2 separate regions of the Danio rerio genome follow, and region 1 is linked to region 2. The links are chromatin contacts, called in public Hi-C maps. All regions are on one chromosome and are shown on one strand. The core of a region is the stretch at or near the end of the contact, and the rest is flanking DNA. Distances in the headings are between cores, read along the strand shown.

Region 1 (6,057 bases), core at 2,997-5,496, 61 kb before region 2:
CCATTACTATATTATTATTGATAATGAATATTGCATACAGCTTGTTGATATTAATACATTAATCGTTATAATTGTTTAATATCATTTTTGGCCTTACCTAATCCTTATGTCATTCTAACATGCATGCATTTGTTAATTTTTTTCCTGAGAGGACATTTTGGGGAATGGTCATATCCAAAACCTACCAGCTCTCATTGACTTCCATACTAGAGCAGTTTGGTTGCCAACATTGTTTAAAATATCTTCTTTTGTGTTTACTAGTAGAAAAAAAGAGTCTCATAAGCGGTGTGATAAGTTTAAATATTTGTTAGTAACCAACATGCAAATTGAAATGATTGACCTCTGTCCTGGATACAGATGAAGATGTTATGACAGTGTGTCTGTCAGCGCTGGTCACCTGTGAGTCTCCTCCCATAATGCCCCTCTTCACCTCTGTAATTGTGCATGTCTTCACCTCTGCACTTCACAGGAAGGATCTCCTTTCTGTGTTAGTCAAGTAAAAAAAAGTGGTGTGGAAATGTGCGGTCTGAAATGACTACATGGGTTTGTTTAGTTTAAAAGCTTCAGACTTGTTGCCAGTTATTCTCCCTCACCTTGAGTGATCTCTGTTTTCTGTTGTCCACCTTAAACTTGCTGAGATTAGTATTGATCCTACCATATCAAAAACCTTATGTTTTTAATTTTTAATTAAAGACGTGTTTATGTTATCCTTTAACAATAAATAAACAGTATATTTAAAAAAAAAAACTAATATGGAATTTAGGCATTACAGCATTATAGTTTCCAGAATAAACAATTCATATTAATTGTGAGATTTGATATTGAGATACAGTTTTTTTCAGAAGTGAAATATTTCCCAAATTATGTTTTACAAAGCAAGGAAATTTTCACAGTATGTCTGATAATATTTTTTCTTCTGGAGAAAGTCTGAATTGTTTTATTTCAGATAAAACAATAGAATAAAAGTAGTTTTTATTTTTATTTATTTTTTTAATGTAAGAAGTCAAAATTATTAACCCCTTTAAGCTAATTTTTTTTTTTTGGGATAGTCTACTGAACAAAACCAAAATCATCATTAATAACTTTCCTAATTACCCTAACCTGCCTAGTTAACATATTTAACTAGTCTTTAAATGTCACTTTAAGCCATTGAATGTCACTTTAAGCTGTATAGAAGTGTCTTAAAAATATCTAGTAAAATATTATTTACTGTCATCATGGCAAAGATAAAATAAATCAGTTATTAAAACTATTATGTTTAGAAATGTTAAAGAAATCTTTTCTTCATAAAACAAAAATCAGGAGAAACACACAGGGGGCTAATAATTCTGACATTAACTAAACATTACTGTTTAAAAGTCATTTAGTAGATTAAAAATAGAGTAAAACTATTTTATATAATATTGACATGTTCAATTATTGTTTCTAATTTACTCAACTTAATTATAAAGCACTTTCAACACTACATGTGTTAGCATCGTGCTGTACAGAATAGGGAGAACAATAGATTTTACAGTTTAATGTAAAATACAATTTAATATATTTAAAAATGTAGTTTAGTCCTGCTGTGGCAAATCTGAAGGTTCAACATCATTACTCCAGTCTTCAGTGATACATTGAAATCATGTACTGATAAATATGTTTGTAATGATCTAAAGGCATTTTAAATGTCTGTAGTGTCACATTTTGTTAATATCACCACAAACTTTTGAGTAGTGACTTGTTTGTGCATATATATTACGCATTTCTAAACATAATAGTTTTTTTAACTCATTTCTAATAACTAATTTATTTTATCTTTGTCATGATGACAGTAAATAATATTTGACTAGATATTTTTCAAGACACTTCTGTTCATCTTATTCTTCACCGACGAGTGGGCGCAGCCATTTGAATCTTTTTGCCTCGAGACTTCTAGTCTCATTCACTTCCATTCATTTTTAGACATTAAAAACTGCTAATTTCACTGTTTGATTTTGCAAACTGATATTTCCTTATTATATTATTCTACTTGGTCTATATAGTCATGCAAACACTTGTTTATAGAGAAAGTAGTTTGACCGTTTTCTGCAGTTTATTATTCCTAGTCGAAAACAGGCGCACTTCCGCATTTTAGAATAAGGTCAATACAGCTTAAAGTGACGTTTCAATAGGTTAACTAGGCAGGTTAGGGTAATTAGGCGAGTTATTGTATAATGATGGTTTGTTCTGTAAACTATCAAAAAAAATATAGCTCAAAGGGGCTAATACTTTTGACCTTAAAATGTTTGACTTCAACTGTATATGTATAATATATTTTCTCTTTCATACAGTGGATACAGCTGTAAAGTTTAAGTTTGGTAGCTTCAATCCTACAGCCATAAAAAATAAACAGGCACTTGAAACTTTCTCTGGATTTATTCAGTATGGATTTGAATAAAATGTTAATATGATTTGTTTCTTTAATATTAAGGTAAAAGTTTTGATAAAAGTTATTCCAAACTTTAAATAACATTGTCATTTAGTTGATTTTTCATCTCACAAAATGTACATTTTTTTCACTCTTAAAATAATGGTGTTGTGTTCAGATAACCGCATCTGAAAGAATGGCAGGCAACTTTGTTATTTTTTATGTAACAAAAAAACAAATAAATATGCTGAAATGACAACATTTTTATTTTAAATTTGGATGAAATGTCATGAGAAGTTTACTGAATAAAGCAAAAAATTTATTTTTCTCAAGCACATAACCATAAAGCCTGAAAAGCTGTTAATATATTCATTCATTCATTCAATCATTCATTCATTCATTCATTCATTCATTCTCCTGCAGATGTAGTCACTTATTTATCAGGCGTCACCACAGCGAAATGAACCGCCATCTTACCCAGTATATGTTTTACACTGCGAATGCCCTTCCAGCTGCAACTCAGTGCTGGGAAACACTTATACACACTTATCCACACACCAAAAATATGGCCAAATTAGTTTGTTCAATTCATCTGGGTGCATAGGTGCATCTGAAAGAAACACACGCGAACACGGGGAGAACATGCAAACTCCACACAGAAATGCCCAGCCGGGACCTGAACCAGTGACCTTCTTGCTGTAAGGTGATTGTGCTACCCACTGCACCACCATGCTGCCCAATATACAGTTGAAGTCAGAATTATTAGCTCCCCTTTGAATTTTGTTTTCTTTTTTAAATATTTCCCAAATTATGTTTAGATCAAGGAAATTTTTACATTATGTCTGATTATATTGTTTCTTCTGGAGAAAGTCTTATTTGTTTTATTTCGGCTAGAATAAAAGCAGTTTAAATTTTTTTTAAAAGCCATAATTATTAGCCCCTTATTATTAGCTATATTTTTTCAATAGCCTACAGAACAAACCATCATTATACAATAACTTGCCTAATTACCCTCACCTGCCTAGTTAACCTAATTGACCCAGTTAACCCTTTAAATGTCACTTTAAGCTGTATAAAAGCATCCTGAAAAATATCTAGTCAAATATTATTTACCGCATCATGGCAAAGATAAAATAAATCGGTTATTAGAAATGACACTAGTGTCAGACGGAATCTGCGGATGTTTCTTGCTATTTCTGCTGAAAATTTTGTTAAAAAATCTGCAGATTTCTGCAGAATTATTTTGGCAGTACCATAACTAAAATCTTAATATATGAAATAAAAAATAATATCTTTTAAACTTTTATTTAATGTTTAAAATGCAAATCCAATTAGGTTCACTTTGTTTTGTAAACAAAGCAAGTCTCTCATATCTCTACTAAAAGACAGAAAATACGACTGTATATATGCATTGTACATAAATCAGATGAACATTTTCACATTAGTCAATAATATTACTGTAATGAATTTAAAAACTGAATAAGTATAGATTTACACACATTTACTTAAGTAAATAAACAGAATTAATGATGGGCTAAAAATCTGACACACCTTCCATAGTCTACAATACCTGAAGAACAGAATGGCAGTGTTTTGTATGTGTGAATGTGAGTGTGCACAAACACAAATACACACACGCATGTCCATTTATATGAGCCTGGGCATTCTACACGCTGGCTCCTCCATGGTCATCACCCTTAAATACCTGCTCCATGAACCCTGGAGCGACTGACGCCAGGCTCGCAGCAAGTCTGTGAAAAACTCTTGGCCTCTTACTCTTCAGACGCTGCTGATGGAGGACTCCCTGCCTGGGTGACAACTGCCTCCACTCGTTTATCAGTGGGGCTTGGCTTTGAAACCTGAGCCTCTGTGACCGTTTGGAAGTAATCCGTTACCCAGCTCCGCAGAACAGACCATGACCGTCCAGGCTGCTGGGAAAAAGCGTGTGACCTTCGGCTTTTTACTGATAAAAGCGTGAAGTAATGCCAAATTGATGGAGTAATTTTGCTGTCTTTTTGACAAATCTATCCACCTTTTTCCTGCAGCCCATGATGCTTTCTAGCAAAAATGGGAGTAACTTCTGTTAAGCTCTGAATATCACAGGTCTTCGATTGAATGCTTACAAGCAACTTATTAGAATTAGTAAATAACTTTTTTCAGCAGACCAAAAATGACCCCAAAAACCTTCTGAAGCAATAGTACTGATTTATATTGAATATTACTGTACACTGTTAAAAAATATCATTGATTTCAACAGTAAAATAAATTAAGTCAAAATGCTACAGTAAAAATATGGAACCTGGTAAACAGTACGTTTCCTTAATATATGATTTATAACCGTAAAATGTCTGTCTCTGCATGACACTTGACTTTTTATGCTTATTTGTTAACAGTGCTCTGGTTCAGTAATGTGTTGATATGTCATTTTACATCTAATTTGGTCCCACTTTATTTTTATGGTCCATTTGTTGAATTTAAGTTACATTGCATCTACATGCCAACTAATTCTCATTATATTATAAGTAGACTGTTAGGTTGGGGTTAGTCAAGGTTGACATGTACTTGCAAAGTTTCTTATAGTGAGTTAAATGTCCCTTGAAGGAGCAGTATCAGCAGATATTAAGCAGACAATCTACTAATACTCAAATGGACCCTCAAAATAAAGTGTTACCTCTAATTTTGATAAATAATGTTTATTGCATTACTTTAATTGTATCTGTGTACCACACTCAAAAAAAAATCACAATGAAGTCTATTATTAACTGTTTGTACCCTTTTGATTTAATTTCATTTGTAAGTTTTTTTGTGATTTCTTAGAATCAATCTACATCTTTTAAAACAATGCTATTAAATTTAATCAGCTTAAAGATATGAATATTATATATTGGGACAACATGAAGGATTTAAGTAAGTTTTTTAGTTTTTACAAATGTAAGTGGATTGAACATAAAACAATTAAGTTGTCTCAACAAAATCTCAAGAATTATGTTGTTGGAGCTCATTTTTAGGTAAGTAGTTTCAACAAGTAGCACATTTTTTTGTATATATTATATAATATGACATATAAATATATTTAACTGTAGAAAAAGGCAGTTCCAATTATGTGAGATTGGATTACTTAATATATGGGGACAAAATTGATGCAGATCCATAATCCAGACAATAGATGACTTAATAAGAAGCATTTAAAATGCATTGGATTTATTCATATTATTGCATTAATTTAGTTTTAATTTGTTTCATTTATGCTTAACTAACAAATATCAATCACAGGTTTGTTAGTTCAATTACGTTGAATGTAATCCAAATGGAGTATCAGTATACATACATTTAATTTGTTAGGCCTAAATATTTTTTGAGTGCATGATGGTGTTTAGTAGTTGTGTGAATGACATTGAGCATCGTCTATATATTAGTATGTTTCACTGTTTGGGATTAAGCATTGGTTCATTATAAGACTTTCTCATCCCCAAATGCTTTTGGATGTGTTTTTGTCCATATAACAAATCTAGTACTTCAAAACATTGGTGTATAACTGTAAACTACTGAAATGTGGTAGTTTAATGTAATTATTAAAAAATCTTTTTGATTTTTACTGGTTTTTGTAATGGTAAAATTCTGCCAACCACAGCTGCCAGTTTTTTTTTCACCATATGTTTTATAGTATT
Region 2 (5,995 bases), core at 1,780-4,279:
CCAGCCTACGTACTCTCTTTGTCTCAGTAAGATGCTTCCTATATAGAGATGCTCCCTTTTTAAAATGACACGCTTCAGCTTATACTTTCCACAAAGTATACCTGTTACTAACAAACTACTGTTTTGCTAAAAACATTAATAAATGAATCCTGAAGTGCTATATTAAAATATAAACAGTTCTGTGTTTGAATCTTTGAATTTTCTCTCCTCTTGCGCCCCCTGTAGAGTAGATGGTTTAATGCAGGAGGCCCACTGTATTTATCCAATAACAAGGCTCTGCTTGAGGGCCCAGATCAAGTTGCATCTAATGCTATAGCAAGGACCTGCTGCTGAGAGACATTGCTATTTGAAACGGCTAAGGTTTCAAGGTGCCTAACAAAGCCTGTAGAAAGGAAATTATATAGAGGGAGAGTTGGGAAATAAAAGGGGAAGGCAAACGTTGGAAGGGGGAAAGAGAATTTTGAAAGACTGAAGCAGGAGAGAATGGACTGGGAGGTGAAACGATTGTGCATCCAACAGTCTGTAAAATTGAATAGCTTAAGCGGGGTGGTTGTGAAACACTTTTTATGTGTTTTGGCCATTTCTTTATTTCAAAACAGCTTTCTGTAGAATGATGGAAAATGCAATTTTTAAAAAGTGGGTTACAAAAGGTACAAAAATGCTGTATTGTGGAAAAAGATGTCATATACGTGTGTATTATTGATTATACACCATTTCCTTAAGCTTATGACTTAACTGAAACAACAATAGTGGACTATTGTAAACATCAGGGGTCCCAAACTTTTCAGCCCACGACCCCTAAAATAACAATGCCAGTCACTTGCAACCCTCAAGTATCTGAGAGTGGTCTGGATGCAGACCTGATTCAGTGCAATCTGAGCTGCATCCTATGCTTTTCAATGCGCTCACCTAACTCCACCCCTAACCCTACCCGTCACAGTGACATCACTCACTCTATTGAGTGCATTGTGTCTGACATTGCATCGCTGAGGGATGCAATCTCAGCTTGCATCATAAAGGCTGCATCCAGATACTATTGAAATTTTTCAGAGGTGGTTATAAATATCCAAACATTGCGCACAGAATTATAGGCCTATATAAACACAAGCATATTGACATACGTCTAACGAACATATCATTTTTTATGGTCGTTTATAAATTTGTTTTATTTAATATTAATCTTACATAATGAGTCTGGTGGGCACAATGTTTTCAGCACAAGCCTATTCTTGGTTTCATTTTTGTCAATCAGAGATCATACTCAATATTCAGTTGTGGCCTGTATTTAATTTTAATGTATTTGATTGCCATAAAGGTGTCAGAAAGTTTAACCTGGTGCTATAAAATATGCCGCTGACACCATTGCTGTGTTGTTAATCTAACATAAACACACTATGAAAAAAAAATAAAGGCTGATGGCTTTTCATGTTGTTTTTTACCATTAAAACGACTCTTTTATCTTTTTTGAGTTATGGATAAAATATGGTAATTCTTATAACTTAATCAAATTTATTAGACTTTTGTAAATAACCAAGTGACCCCCTGTCTTTGTCCCGTGACCCCCACAAAACTGAGTCAATTATTTCCAGCCACTGGGATAATTGACCTAAATGTTTTTTTTTTTTGTTTGTTTTTTTTTATATGTATAGCGTTTTTACAAATATTCAATGGATCTATCTGAATAGGGATAATTTTGGAAACAAAACCTTTTCAAAAATGCAGAGGAAAACTTTTCAGTGCATCATCATGTAAACATCTCCTATATTTCATCCTAAATCATGGATAAACTGCATTCATTGGGCCGTATGGCTATACTATACAATACATGTATGTGTTGGTTTTATGCTGGTATGAGCATTGCTTAACAAAATTAAATTAACAATTTTTATACATTTATGGAAATAATTCCAAGATGAAACATGAGAGAATATTTGATTACTTTATTTACATTCTAAAAATGCTTGATTATTTTAATAGGAATTGAACTTTTGGGTTAGAAATGTAATTTAAAAAAAAAATAAATTAACACTTGTTAGGGTGTCATGGTGGCACAGTGGGTAGCACGATTACCTCAAAGCAAGAAGGTCACTGGTTCAAGCCCTGGATGGGTCAGTTGGCATTTTTGTTTGGAGTTTTTATGTTCTCCCCTTGTTTGGTGGGTTTCCTCTGGGTGCTCTAGTTTCCCCCACAGCCCAAAGACATGCAGTACAGGTGAATTGAATAAACTGAATTGGCCATATAGTGTGTGTGAATGCAAGAGTGTATGGGTGTTTACCAGTGTTTGGTTGCAGCTGGAAGGGCATTCACTGCGTAAAACATGTGCTGGATAAGTTGGCGGTTCAGTCCACTGTGGCGACGCCTGATTAATAAAGGGACTAAGCCGAAAAGAAAATGAAAAACCCTTGTTTGGCTTGTCCATATTCAATCTATATTGCGGCTAAAACAACCCAGAATATTTAAGTCTAAATATTTAGATAAATATAAGTCTAAATATTTAAGTTTAATTGTAGTGTTTTTAAATGGACAGTACACCCCCAAAAAATATTTTACTCACAATTCACCCACCATCAATTGGTTCCAAACCTTTTGTTTTTAGATTTGATCACAAAATAAGTTATTTTGAAGAATGTTAGAAAGTGGTACCCTTTGACATAGTAGGAAATACAGAAACTATGGAAGTCAATGGTCACCGGTTACCAACATTTTTAAAAATAGGTTCTTTTGTGTTTCACAGGGGAGAAAAAAAAACAAGACAAGCAAAGAGAGAGTAATTTTTGACAGAGTGTTCAGTTCTGGGTGGCATTCCTTTAAATGCGAAATATTTTATAAAGAAATAAAAAAAAACACAACAAATTAATTCATGGATACAGACAAATACCAGATACATTCTACTTTAAGTAAACAAAACCTGACATTCTTTTCCATTTCCAATCATAACGTACACCTACTCGATCACACACACACACACACACACACACAGGTTTTTCAGGGGCCCCAGTCGGTGTTTGGTTTCACATTGCTCTCCATTTTCTGGAAGGAATGACCACATCGGTTGCCTTGGGGATCAAACCAGGAAGGACAGCCGCCCGCGTTGAGCTGAAAATAGCCTTGAAGCTTTGACAGAGAAAAAAAATCTTCTGAGCAAATCAATACGCTGATGGCCTCTCAGAGATAATCTCCTTTTAAGTTTTGCTTAACTCCACAGCCAAATCTCCATATTCATGTGTCCGATCATCGCCCTGCTACATTTATTCCCATTATTAGCCTCCTCTGGTTGTATATCTCTGTGTTTTGGGATTCCCTCACGTCGATCTGTGCTACAGATATGCGGTAATTCAAACAGGAAGTATTAGTGTAATTTGAGGTCAAAGGTTGGCTGTTTGGAAGTTATATTGGCGTCTGGTTCGGATGAAGTGAAACCTTGGTTTGATGTGAAGCATGTGGGGTCCTTTAGCAAACTTTGAGCTTTCTTCTTCATATTAGTAGTATTAAATTTGATATGGACTTACGTTTATTTTTATTTATGAATGTGGTAGCACATTACAATGACATTAGTTAATGCATTGAGTATCATGGTAACAATGAACAATATGAATCCCGGTTATTTAAATGATTCTTAATGTATTTGAACATATATTTATACATGCCATTTTTATAGTTGTTTTTATTTTATGATTAAGATCAATTAGCAATGAACAATGGTATTTTTAGATATTTTAACATACTTTTTTAAATGCAGTTGTCATACCTGCAGCATTAATGTGAATTGTTAGCATGATTGCAGTGATGTCTGGTAAAGCTCAAACATCCCAGACCTTATTTAAGGGAAAATTCATTCATTTATTTCCCTTCGGCTTAGTCTATTTATTCATCAGGGACGCTACAGCAGAATGAACTGCCAACTTATCCAGTTTTACACAGCGGACACCCTTCCAGCTGCAACTCAGTTCTGGGATGCATCCATACATACTTTATTCACACACACACATTTACAGGAAAATGCTTATTCGAATTATTTAAACTGAACTATTTTTTATACTTATTATTCATAGTTTATTTAAACTAATAAACCCACAGTTCATATCCTGTTAAAACTATTTGTTTTATACTTTGTTAGTTGCTGATACTAAGGAATAATTAAATGATGATTATTTCCACAGGGCCATTGTCCTACTTTGCTTATTTATTCTCTGTATTATTTTGATAAAAATGCTTTATATTTAATTCATCAGATTTTGTATATATATATTGTATATCTGAACTAAAGACAATATGTATTTCACTGTAAAAAAATGCTGAGTTCCACAAAATGTCTTTATGTTCAAATCAAATCATAAGTTTTACATATTTAAGTTGATTTAACATAAAAGAATCAAGTTGTCACAAAATAAAATGTAACAATCTTGTTGTTTCATTTAAAATAAGTAGTTTGAACAAGCAGCAAGTCATTTTTTGAGTGTAGTGTTTTTGAATTGTCTTAAATCCTAAGACTTTATATTTGAAAAATTCAAAATATAAGTAAAATGGTTGTAAAACATCATAAAAATAGCCATAAATACATTTTATGGATCAAAATTGTTGATTTTTCATCTGAATATTAAGTAAATATGTTTCTTGAAGATATTGTGTTCATTTGCTATTGCTAATACATACATTTTTGATTAGTAAAATATGAATTAATAAGGACTTTTATAGAAAGCTTTAAAGACAATTTTCTCAATATTTAGATTTTTTTTCCACAGATTACAATTTCTCAAATGATGGCGTCCTCCAAAGCTTGTCACATCCTCCACTGTAAAAAAATTCTGGTTTCCTTAAAATTTTAAGCCAAATCAAATTAACCTATTGAGTCTGTTGAACTTATATTATGTTCAACTGACTTAAAACTGCATGCATAACGTATACAATTAGGTTAGAACATGAATAACTTTTAAGTCAAGTTGTTTTAGTTTGATTATTAACAAGTTACAATGAACTAAAACATGCTGTCAGGTCTATATGTGCATATATATTTTTTACAGTAATAAAATATACATCAGTGGAAAGCTTATTCATTCATTGATTTGTTTTCAGTTAATGTAAAAATCTTAATTTTTAAGAAATAGAGACTTACAAATAGTTTTGTGTTATAGACAGTGTTCGAATTGAGGGGGGATGCGAGAGGATAGTATCCCCCTTATGGAAAAATGACAAAAAGCATCCCCTTTGTAAAACCACTATCCCCCCATCACCATCCCCTTTAGAATAACAAAAGTGTGTTTAATGTAAAACTTATGCAAATTAAATATTAAAATTCTCTATTTATGTTCATTTATGATTCAAACACAATGACGATTGACCAATCAGAATTCATTGCGTCATTTTGCGCAACCCAAGTTTCGTCGTTAATATCTAATTTTAGGTTTGCTGTTTTTAAAATGAGCCACTATTATTATGCCTAAAATCAGAACACAAATAATGTGATGCATTTTTAGAATCATTGTTGTCCAAACGTTTCTCTGTTTCTCAAAAATGCATTTAGTGATAAAGACGGAAACTTGGCTTCACCTACTGGCAGTTTTAGTTACAAATCTCATGGCATTTTTATTATGAGTTTCATTGCCTTCATGCCACCTCCTTCGCCTTGCTAAATGGTAAATTTATCTAAATGCTAACTTTGTTTTTTTCTTTGCCATCCCTGTTGTGTCAGAAGATTTTTTTTTGATTTCATCTGATTGTAAGATATTCTTCTTGATATTATTTCAGTTTATATAAAAAAGCTTGTATAGTTGGGCTACATAAGGTAAACAAAGATAAGTGTTGTAAATAAAAAGAAAAATTTGTATTTAGTCACTCAAACAGTTTCTGGTAATTCAAGACTTACATTGTCAATACTTTATTAAGTAACACTTTATTTTGATGGTCCATTTGAGTATTAGTAAATCGTCTGCTTAACATCAATGCCGCACATTCAATAGACATTTAACTCATTCATTAATTTTCTTGTCGGCTTAGT

The links. Hi-C and Micro-C count contacts between places; a contact is called where the count stands out from the background.
Region 1: a Hi-C map of embryo shows a contact between it and region 2, with 2.1 times the contacts expected there. The contact joins two enhancer-like sites. A contact is called at or near these places in 5 of 18 Hi-C or Micro-C datasets (caudal fin, embryo, hematopoietic stem cells and 1 more).

The regions. Positions count from the first base shown.
Region 1 is chr20:23,050,265-23,056,321 of GRCz12tu, reverse strand. It overlaps a transcript of prkchb not described here. Among named protein-coding and RNA genes, the nearest start is that of six1b, 11 kb to the right of the region's middle. Within about 2 kb of position 4,246, at least 15 of the 62 cell types and tissues checked have an H3K27ac peak or open chromatin away from gene starts, as enhancers often do.
Region 2 is chr20:22,988,080-22,994,074 of GRCz12tu, reverse strand. It overlaps a transcript of prkchb not described here. Among named protein-coding and RNA genes, the nearest start is that of six4b, 36 kb to the left of the region's middle. Within about 2 kb of position 3,029, at least 10 of the 62 cell types and tissues checked have an H3K27ac peak or open chromatin away from gene starts, as enhancers often do.